Linked DNA regions of Anas platyrhynchos: regions 2 and 3 are each linked to region 1. The links are chromatin contacts, called in public Hi-C maps. All regions are on one chromosome and are shown on one strand. Each heading gives the region's core, a stretch centred on a gene start, on an enhancer-like site or on the middle of the called end of the contact. The rest is flanking DNA. Distances are from core to core; before and after follow the strand shown.

Region 1 (3,269 bases), core at 110-2,609:
TGTTTTCACACCCCCATCCCCAAACTGACGACCCGTCTCTCACTCATGACATTAGTTACAGGGAATTAAGGTGCAGAAAGCCCCACACTGGGATAAAAGGGGCAGGCTCAAGCTGCCCCACAGGAGGGACTTATCAGAGGCATTGGTTTCCTGTGGTTCTGTCCTTACAGTCAGACTCTTTGGGATTTCCCTTCTGCACTGTTGGCTTTCTTTTTTAAAGAAAAGCAAGTCCTACAGCTGGGTGGTAAAACAAGCCAAGGCAGAAGTGCTTGCACAGGGGCACGTTCCTCCTTATAGCCCATCTCCGTGTGCTGTGTCCAGGGAAGTTGGGAGCGCTCGGGTGGTACAGAAGGGATCCTTTTTCCCTCCGTCTGAACGGGTGATGGGGTGACAACGCCAGAGAGGCAGGGGTGGAAGCCCGACAACTGGGGGAACGGGAAAGGACTTAACACACGGGGAATTTGGAAGGTGCTGCCAGCCTGGCTCTCCTGCAAGGGACAAGAGAGAAGGGTCCTGTCCGTGGCGTACTCTTGGATATAGGATTTCACATCAGCACCTGTGCACATATACATACACACACGGGCAACCAAGGTGTTTAGTTAGCTCTAGTACCAAAAAAGGAGGAAAAGAAGGAAAGGGCAGCATTTATAGTTTGGCACTTTTCAGCTGTGCAGAGGGAAGGCAGGCTGTGCTGCTGCTTGCTTCCACTGGGTGGCGAGGCAGGACAAGATCTGAACTTGTGGGCATCTGCTTCCAGTAGGACTGTCTGAAAATATGAGGTGATCCATTTAGCCAACTACCACCGGGCTGAGAAGTGGGAATCCAGCACGAAGCCAGCAGAGAGCCTTGAGAACAGCAATACTCAACAAACAAACAAACAAACAAAAACCAAACAGTGATACTTTTGCCCACTGCAGCAATCTTGCTAAACTCTACATGCAGGAAGTCCTCAAAATTCTTATAAAATCTGCCCAAAGCTATTTGAAATAGCCAGGGACCTACACATACTGTAAGCCTTTCCCTTGAAGGATATGGGGTTGAAAGAAATACCATGCACTTCGTTATCGCCAAGACAGAAGGCATTTTGTGGCCCTTAATCGCCCACCCAGCAGTTTCTCATCACACGTGCCTAGCAGGGGTAGCCCAGCCAGTCTGTCACTCTTGTATTTTCACTCATTTTTTCCAGTCTCTCTGCCTGCTGGTAAGACACACACTTGGCACCTACCATTTGTAATATTTCTGTTAAATGCAGCTGTGTCCCACGGATGGCCAGCAGGTACTGGCTTAACACTTCTGCAAGGGACAAGGAGCCCACTTCCACTATGTACCACCTAATTCTGTATTTTATCAGCCCTTTCATCTCCCTAGAGTCCCCTTCTCAGCACACAGTGTTCCCGTAATTCTCACCACACAAATATTTGCTGGCCTTCTTACAACAAGGACACTCAGCAAACCAGCCCCTTTCCAAGTGGAAGGGGAAAAAACCCTCATCCTTAAACTCAGTGATCACACAGCATCTGACCTTCAGGTGTCACCTCCCATCCAGTTCATTCTGCCACTGGAACCCTCTCAGGATGCTGTTTGTTGTCTGCAATAGATCTCAGTTGTGATCCAGCCATGGAAAGCTAGCTCTGGGAAACGGAACAGCTCTGTAACCTTCCACTGATGAACATGAGCTGTGTATTCACTTCTCTAAGGCTGGTTCTGTTTTTTAATTTTGATGCTAGGGTAAGCCCCTCTGTTCCAGCTTAGAGCAAAATGGTGTGATACTGCTCATAGCAGCAGACAATCCTTTCTCCAAACACTTCTCAGGCTACATTTCTAACTCCCTGTAAAATAATCCACCCAGACCAAGGTTCCTTGGCAATCAAGGACCATCACCTGCAAGTAATGTCTGAAAAGAACAACAGAGCCTGAGGATTAAGACTTTCAGAGACACATGGCGCCGTGCCAGGGCCCACATCTCTCTATTTGCACTCCTATCTGCAGAAGTCAGGCATATTTTTTTCAAACATGTAACTTTTCTGAAAAGTTGCAGAAAAGGCAGATGAAAGCTAAGAGCATCCTCAGTTCCAAAGAACCCTTGTTCCAGCAGGATCTTTTCTCTTTGACGTACACAGAGCTGGCAGAAACTTGTCGTTTTACCTTCAGGAGGTATTACATTCAAAAACCTTGCAGAAGGAAACATCATTTAAAAATGTGCTTCAGTATTACTGATATATGATGGTTTCAAAATAGAATTTACTCGGGGGGAGTTGGCAGGGGCTGTCTGGAGCAGATGCAATTCCTGACAGTTTCACTGCCTGCTCTTCAGAGCTGAGACTGGGTCAATCTGCAGTCGTGCCAAATCCAGGCAGCTGCTGCTGTCCTTGCAGAGCTTTATAACCACACAGACTGTCCTGGGCTGGGAACTGACAGAAGCAGCAGCCCTGGGCAACCGCCTCGCTGGGCAGTTTGGCTTGCTCAGGCTGTAGGGGTACTGCATATGAGGAGCCAGGGGACTCAGATGCCAAGCACAGAAATCACAGGGAGATAGAGCGTGTGTTTTAAATGCCATCTCAGTACAATGAGAGGGTGAACAAGCTGTAAATGCGTTAGAGTTGTGGAAGGAAGTAGTGAATAAGCAAGATAGGTGTGGAAGTGGTAGAGCCAGCTAGAAAAATGGCATACACGCTGAGATGGCACAGAGAGGGGAGTAGCAGATAAGGAGCAAAGGCACTGGACTGGGAACGAGATGCTATTACGAATGGACACTAAGAAACTAAGAAACTACTCAGGCATTGCTGTTCTTTAATGGTTGCTTTTTCTGGATCCCTTGGACTGTCCAGAGGCAGAAGCTTTGGGACTTGAGCAGGCCTCACCTTCTGACACGCTTTCTTGGAAGCATTTTTCTGAAAGAAAAAATGAAAAAAAAAATACACAACACAAACCAAAGCCATTAAAATGCAGAGTAATATTGTGCCCAAGGTATTACATTTTCAACAAACCAATTAATCTCTCCTACTTTGATGTCAGAGAGGATGCAATGAAGGACTAAGGGAAGAAGTTTTAATTCCCACTTTTTCTCCTTCTCCACGTTTTATATCTGAGCAGATCCAGCTGAGAAAGGAGGCAAGGACATGCATTCATCCCCAACAAACCTGCCACCTAAGGAAATCACTGCCACATCACATGGGCAGGACCAGTACATGAGCAGTGTTCAAAGAACTGGAGACAGCAAGGGTATCCTGTGCTACAATCACAAAAGGTATGTGAGTGTGAAGGGACCT
Region 2 (3,315 bases), core at 753-3,252, 69 kb after region 1:
CTGTGTCAGACAATTTCTATGCAGTCAGCCATTAAGATATCCCACAGTAAGCTGTTAGATGTGCACAAGCTGCTGATATGGAGAATGAGGGATTTCATAAGGTCTGAGGAATAAGAGCAGTGATTAAACCCAATTCTCTTTAGTGTACCTACGTATAATAGTCTCTTGATATTGGCATCTTCTTTTAAAATGCTAATGGCCTTCTTCTGTGTAGTTCTTTAGGATCAGTGAGTAAAAAGACATTAGGAAATAAAAATACTATTCCTGTTGATTGGAATGAGTGGTTCTATCCTGCAAGGCAGCTGCAAATGGCATGAGGGAGTTTTATGTTTGTTGTCTCTCTGCAGTCTCTAGAGAACACAGATTTTGATTACAAGGCAAACCATTTACAAATGCAAAACCCTGCAAATTCTAGCTGGAATGAGACCAGGAAAAATCTCCACTGCTGAGTGTACCTATGTGGACTGGTTCTGCCTGTGACTGTCTGTTCCGCAGAGACACTCTCTGCTCATAGCCACATAACCGTGTCCCTTGTAGGTCCCAGGACTTGGCAGTGCGTACCCCGTGCTACACCCCAAATACTCCCAGGGCTATTTTAGGAACTGTTTTGTTGTGTGTTATTAGCAAGCTTCTCTCTAATTCCTGATCTCCCCCGTGCTCTTAGTCCATGAGTGCAATAAGTGAAGGCACTTCTGGCTCACAGGCTCCTTGCTCCTGTTCACCCTAGCCCATGTCAGAGAGCACACAAGCCCAGCTGGGTGAGCCACCCCTATTTCAAGGCAGAATTGTCATTGCAGCTGGGTGCATTTCGAGTGCATGTGAGAGGATGGATAGAATTTTGGTAGTGCCTGGGAAGGTAGAACGTGACTTCAGAAGTGTCAATGGAAATTTCATATGTGAAAGCTGACTTCCATGGAGGAGCTTCTCCTCGCCATCCTAGTCTAGGACAGCCACACGAAGGTTGGTCTAGGTGTGGGTTGCTGGGGCTCCAACAAGCCAATGTGACACTGCTCTTGGTGATGTGGAGAGGGAATCTGAGACTAACAGCACTGCAGCTCATCCCCAAAGAGGCAAACATGGCCAATATATCGCTGAACTAGTAGCTAGCTTGGAGACCAAAATACCACCAAGAACATAGGTCTTCTAAACTGCAACAAGCACCACGATCTCTCAGGATGAAACCTCCTTCCTTCTGCTTTGAATTGGGAAGCCTTATGCTAGGAGTAGAGAAGCTGGAAGAAGAGAGCTTAATTGCACGCCAATTAGCGACGGTGTGTGCTCAGCCACCTGATGGCAAGATGCTGCTGCCAGCCACGCCTGTCCAGCGACACGCCTGATGTTACTCACACCGCTGGGCCTTCCTGGTCCTCCCTGCCCTCAGCACGGGGAGGACGAGGAGGAGGAGGAGGAGGAGGAGGAGTAGGGCAGGTGACATGCCGCAGCCCAGGGAGTTCACCTGGGGCCTGATGAGCAGCGGAAGAGGAGGCACACGTGGTGCGGGCAGTGCACAGGAGCGGGAACATGGTGCATGCACGAGGAGGGCCTGGTGGTTGGGTCAGCCATCCCGACCCGCGTGCTGGGGCCACGAGGAGGGCGTGAGTTTGCCTTTTGGGACCAGACCGCATGGCAAAGCAATCCCATGTTTAATCCACCTGCTTGAGCATGTGGGCTATGGCCCAGGTAGGGGCCCAGCTTTAGCCTTGTTCTGAGACTGTGGGGTCACAGCCACCAGCGGGATATCGCCTGGGGACACGGCGACACCGACACAAACACCAAAGCTCAGGCTGCGACAGACACAGCCCGGCATCACCACAATGGGGCTGGGCAGCACCAGGACGCGGCTGAGCCCCCTCCTGGCAGGGCAAACACAGCGGGGCCTCGTCCCTGAGCGCTGCAAGGCGTGAAGGAGCCCGCTGCGGTGCGACATATCGCGATATGGCACGGCCCCGAAAACTGAACAAACACTCCGAAGGGACAGGACCCAACGCCTGGCGGAGCACAACACGCCCCGCCTGAGCCGCGAGCTCCCCATCGCCGCTCCCCTTTTCCTCCCCCGCGCCACCCATCGCGACCGCTGTCGCGACGGGCGGGGGCGGGCTCCCCGGGAGGACCGGAGGCGGCCGCGGGAGCCGCTCTGCCCGCTCCGCCGCCGCTCTGTGGTTTAAGATGGCGGCGGGGGCCGGGGGGGCGAGGCCGTGAGCGCCGGGCCGGGCCGGGCCGGGCCGCGCCGGGCCGGGTTCGGGGGGCGGCATGTGAGCGGGGCGGCAGCGCGGCCATGGGGCAGCAGGTGGGCCGCCTCGGGGAGCCGCCCGCCGGCCTCCAGCAGCAGCAGCAGCAGCAGCCGCGGGCACCGCGAGGGAGCAGCGCGGGCAGGCCGGCGGGCCGCCGGCGGGAGGCGGCCGGGCGCACGGCGGAGGGCGGCTTCAACGTCTTCGCCCAGCACGGTGAGTGCGGGGAAGGGGGCTCCGGGGGCTCCGGGGGTGGCGCTGGGCAGGGCACGGCAGCCCCGCCGCGCTGCTGCCACGTCCCGGGGGATGCTCGGCTCGGCCTGGCAGCGGGCTCGGGGCCGGGGGAGCTTCCCCGGGGCTTGGGGGAGGCCCGGGCTCGCCCCCGGGAACGGGAGCTTGCAGCGCCCTGTAGCTGTCACCGCCGGGGTGCCGAGCTCGGGGTGTGTTTACAAGGAGAAATGTGAAGCATATTTACAAGGGTAAACGTTACATGTGCTTGCAAGAGTTTACCGAGGAACTTAAAACGTGCCCTGCCAGGTCTGTAACTCGCTGTTGGTGCTATAGAGCCTGAAACGGGAAAGGATTTGGTTTTGATTGAGGTATTACAGCTGCCCTCCGCTTTGCAGCTGAAGTTTATGCCTATCCGCTTCTATCTTATCGCTGTAAACTGATACCAGAAATGGGCAATGCAACATGAACCATTTGTAACCGCTCACAGAAGGTGCCTGCGACTTCTAATCCCCAACGTTTTGTATCTATTTTACTATCATCGTCTCTGTGGCAGCTCCTTAATAAAACACAAAGATCTTGGGAAGGTATGATGAACCGAAACCTGTCTGCCTCAGCAAGAAGATTGAGGCTAGGATTGTGGATGCATCTGCAATACTGAAGAACTGAATCTGCTATGGAGAGCATCCCTGGTTTGGCTGGTTGTAGGTGGAGGGAGGTGTCAGTGTTTGTAGACGACTGCTTCTGACAAGACATTTTCTTTTGCCCACTAGAATAAGCATAGGCAAAAAGATTAAGGAACATCCAACCAGCAGCCTAAATGTAAATATCATCTGCTGTGACTGCTGACATGTAAGTA
Region 3 (3,551 bases), core at 543-3,042, 96 kb after region 1:
TGAAAACCCCAAGTGGAAATAGAGTAAAAGATGTGGTATGTACAGGGGTCTTGGTGACCTTATATTAAAGTGTCCCTTTGTATTAAATATATATGTACACACACACCCACACAGTATTGTTTTTGGTGTAAAATAATATATCAAATTGACACTGTATGTAATAATCAGCATTTACCCTATAACCCTTTCTTTGTCTCTCTTCCTTCTATTGAAAAACCAGTCACTTTGGGCTGCTGCCAGCAGTCCCAGATCCTTTCCAGGGCTGTATTGCTCTTTGCACGTTCTTTTGTTTGATGAAGAAACATTGACAGTGGGTTCATAAATTCAAAATGGAGCAAGGGTTTGTGTTGTTTTTTTTTTTTGGTTTTTTTTTTTGAAGCTGCTTGAACTATACACTTCAAAGTAGTGTAGTCAGCAAGATTTCCTTGTACTTAACTTTTCCCCATTGCTGGAAAAAAAATAGAGAAATACTTCAAAAGGGATGATTTAAGTGGTACAGGAAGGGTAACCACTCTCAGGAAACAGCTTTGAAGGGCACCACAGGGAATAGTCTGAAGAGCTGTTCTGCCTGAAAGGTTGCTTCTTCCACCGAGGAAGCTGAGTGTACCAGGACGAAGAGCCTGGCTCGTCCATTGACAGCCAAGGGAATAGGAACAGGAAGCTTGTCGTGGTGGATGCAAATGTCAAGGTAACGGCCTACAGGGTAGAATAACTGTCTAGGAAATCAATTGTAGAAGAAATAGCGCTCGTCCAGAGGTTAGGAAGAAGCCTGAATTTACTCTGCCTGGGTGCACATGACAGGACCTTACAAACATCCAGGCACTGTGCAGGGACACCCCTGTCCTTCCCACGCCACTGGTGGCACCAGCTGATGGCCATCGGGAGCTCTTTAACAGGCCTGACAGTCACAGGGCACCAACACTCAGCGAGGGGGGCTAAAAGTAACACATTCAATGCACTGGTTTGCAAGCTACCTTTTTCATTTAGCTCAGCTTTCCCCTAATCCTTCATTGTTCCAGAGATATTGGTTACTCATCTGATATACTTTAACTAACAAGCAAATTGTTTGTTCCCTTGCTTAATTATTACAGCTAATACTAATTGACATTTGCTGATGCTATTGCAGACCCACCTGGACAGTCTGTTTGTAGCAAAGCTCATCTCCATTTTTCTCAGGCTATGCTGCCTTGCCCTACAAATTCTGCCTATTCTTTGTGTATCAACAGATACACTAAGACTGCTTGAAATACCAGTGTGACTGAAGGCATCCAGAGCACATAAAAGAGAGTAGAAAACAAACTGCAAGAGAAAAACAAATGGGGAAAAAGATAGCCTAGAGACTCCTAAGTAAACCTGAGTATTGGATAGCATGCTGCAAGGTTCACCAAGCCTCATTTTGGAGAAGGAGGAAAGGTCACCCAGTTGTCTGAACTTCTGGAAGATAATGGCATGTTCCTGTCCGAAGGTACTTCCTTTGGCTATGTTTTTCCACTTGCATTAGGTGATGGTGGAGGCACAAAATTCTTGGTACAGGCCACACAGGGAGAAGTAACTCCTTGTCACCACAGCACATCTGTGGGTTTTTGTTTTTGTTTTTTTTTTGGAATGCCTTTTCTCATTCACAGCCTTGCACAACACAAACGCTTATAACAAACCCGGTTGCTCATTTCTTACCTTTAGTCAAAGCTCTGTCCTCCTCACGTGCTGCGGCTGCCTTTCTCACGTAGCAGTGGAGTCTGCAGATTTAGAGATGCTGGTGGGCTGCAACAGCCTCTCTCCCCCTCCCAGAGGCCAAACCACTTGCTTCCCCTTCCCTGCTCCCTTTTATACCCCTCTGCAGCCCACCAGCCTCCCAGGTGTGAGACTACCATGGTGAGTGCTTGTTCTTTAACCCTTCCCCCTCCACATGTTAGGAGGAACCTGGCCTGCTGCAAACCATACAAATGTAGCTAGAAAACCAAGTCTTTTAAAGAATTCATCAAAGAGAGCTTAGGTTTTTGAAAGGTAATTGATAGCGTCCTTTCACAGAGCTGACCTGAACACTATTAAATCATTAAATGTGCAGCTCAGCCTGGGCATACTGTACAGCTCTTGCTTTCGGTTTCTTTCTGAAATCCTAAAATATGTAACAGTTTACTCTTTCATTGCTCATACAGCTCCTAGACTTATATTTTCATTCATGTTGTTTCCTGTTGATTCATAAATAATGGCATTTATGTGGAGTGGAAAAATGAATCAATCTGGGCGGTCCCCGTAATGGGTGATCTGTTTTGTAATTTGTGCAAAGGAACTTCTCCAAGGAAACGATTTATTTTATTCCAAACACTTTGTTGCCTAACTCTTAGCGGCACAATATTCTGTCTATAGCTCATCTCAAAAGCGTTTCAACTCGCAGCCCGGTCCCCACATCCTTTGTTTGTTCAGCGTTTCGTGGGAAGCTCCACCCTTACTTCCAGCTGGTAACCCAGTAACCCGCAGCTCGATTTCCCTAGTTTTTCCTCACCCGCTCGGCAGTGCTTGCTTTTCCATTGGCCACCAGCGCTGCGAGCAGTGATCGCCTGCACGTGGTGGCGTTTGTGCGGGCAGTCCAGGACTTCTCGTGTCAGCCTTCTGCCTGCTGTGAGGCACAGCATGATCGTGGGGACCGTCCTGTTCCAGTCTAGCAGCTATGGCAAAGAGAGCAAGCTGCTCTGCTGCCTTGGCGATGAAGCCTCTGAGCCCGGTGTGTCGAGTTTCACAGGTAGGACACGTAGGGATGTTACACTGTGCCATCCCTTTCCTGCAGTACTCGGCAAGCTTAAAGGAGGACGTGGGGCCTTTCAAGTCTTTGTCTTGTAGTACAAGACTGGGTGCAGGCAGGACTGAGGTTGCCTGCTTTTATCCAGGTTTGAGGATTATTTAAAATGCTCTGCTTTTATGAGCAGTTACAGAGTCAGTGTTTCAGAACAAAAAAAGACTACCAGCACCTGATGTGGTTCTGAAGTTGAAGATTTAGCATTTAAAAGACTTGCCCTGCACTTGAGCTGAAGAGATTGGTAACAGTAGCCTCGGTGGCAGAGGGTGGGAGGCAAAACGCCTCTTACGTGTTGGCTGAATAGGAAAAGCATTCGTGTCTGGAGAGAAGCAATTTGTATTGTGGGAATACAGAAAAGGAAGGAGGTGGGTGAAGCATAACATCCTTGCTTGATCATGCATTTCTTACTTTGCGCTAAATGATGATGTAAGTTTCCAATTGTCTAGGAAATGAAAGTGGTCACGTATGATTTATGGTTAGGCTTCCAAAGGAGCTGGTACAGAACAGGACTTCCCAGCTCATTTCCTCACTGGGTGTGAATAGAGCTCACAGACTCTTTGGTTTGAAGGGCATCATTTGTGATACGCTTCGCTTATCGTGGTTTCCTCATTGAGGTCTATGCGATTATCACATTTAACTCTCCTTTCTTATCCTTGCATATTGGATGGTATAGATCCCATGCTGTATGAGCAGCACAGGTTATTTCTTAATGGCAACCTGCAATAGGGAAATGCCCCTTTGGTTGATACTGGTTTAC

Evidence for each region. A called contact is a pair of places that touch in the nucleus more often than the background predicts.
Region 2: a contact with region 1 is called in a Hi-C map of subcutaneous adipose tissue, with 2.6 times the contacts expected there. The contact joins the promoter of ABL2 here to the enhancer-like site in region 1. A contact is called at or near these places in 2 of 8 Hi-C or Micro-C datasets (F1 follicle and subcutaneous adipose tissue).
Region 3: a contact with region 1 is called in a Hi-C map of subcutaneous adipose tissue, with 2.3 times the contacts expected there. The contact joins the promoter of SOAT1 here to the enhancer-like site in region 1. A contact is called at or near these places in 4 of 8 Hi-C or Micro-C datasets (liver, skeletal muscle and subcutaneous adipose tissue).

The regions. Positions count from the first base shown.
Region 1 is chr8:18,733,637-18,736,905 of IASCAAS_PekinDuck_T2T, forward strand. It overlaps NPHS2 (NPHS2 stomatin family member, podocin), which reads left to right. Exons shown (of 10, transcript XR_011810974.1): 9 at 3,094-3,247. It overlaps AXDND1 (axonemal dynein light chain domain containing 1), which reads right to left. Exons shown (of 23, transcript XM_072041758.1): 23 at 2,774-2,891. The coding sequence ends at 2,791. Among named protein-coding and RNA genes, the nearest start is that of NPHS2, 8.1 kb to the left of the region's middle. Within about 2 kb of position 1,360, at least 3 of the 8 cell types and tissues checked have an H3K27ac peak or open chromatin away from gene starts, as enhancers often do. A contact at or near this core is called in F1 follicle and subcutaneous adipose tissue, where this site is marked.
Region 2 is chr8:18,802,391-18,805,705 of IASCAAS_PekinDuck_T2T, forward strand. It overlaps ABL2 (ABL proto-oncogene 2, non-receptor tyrosine kinase), which reads left to right and starts at 2,003. Exons shown (of 12, transcript XM_027462933.3): 1 at 2,003-2,444. The coding sequence starts at 2,276. The region is part of intron 1 of SOAT1 (sterol O-acyltransferase 1); the gene reads right to left.
Region 3 is chr8:18,828,882-18,832,432 of IASCAAS_PekinDuck_T2T, forward strand. It overlaps SOAT1 (sterol O-acyltransferase 1), which reads right to left and starts at 1,793. Exons shown (of 16, transcript XM_072041763.1): 1 at 1,675-1,793. All of the region lies in intron 1 of ABL2 (ABL proto-oncogene 2, non-receptor tyrosine kinase), which reads left to right.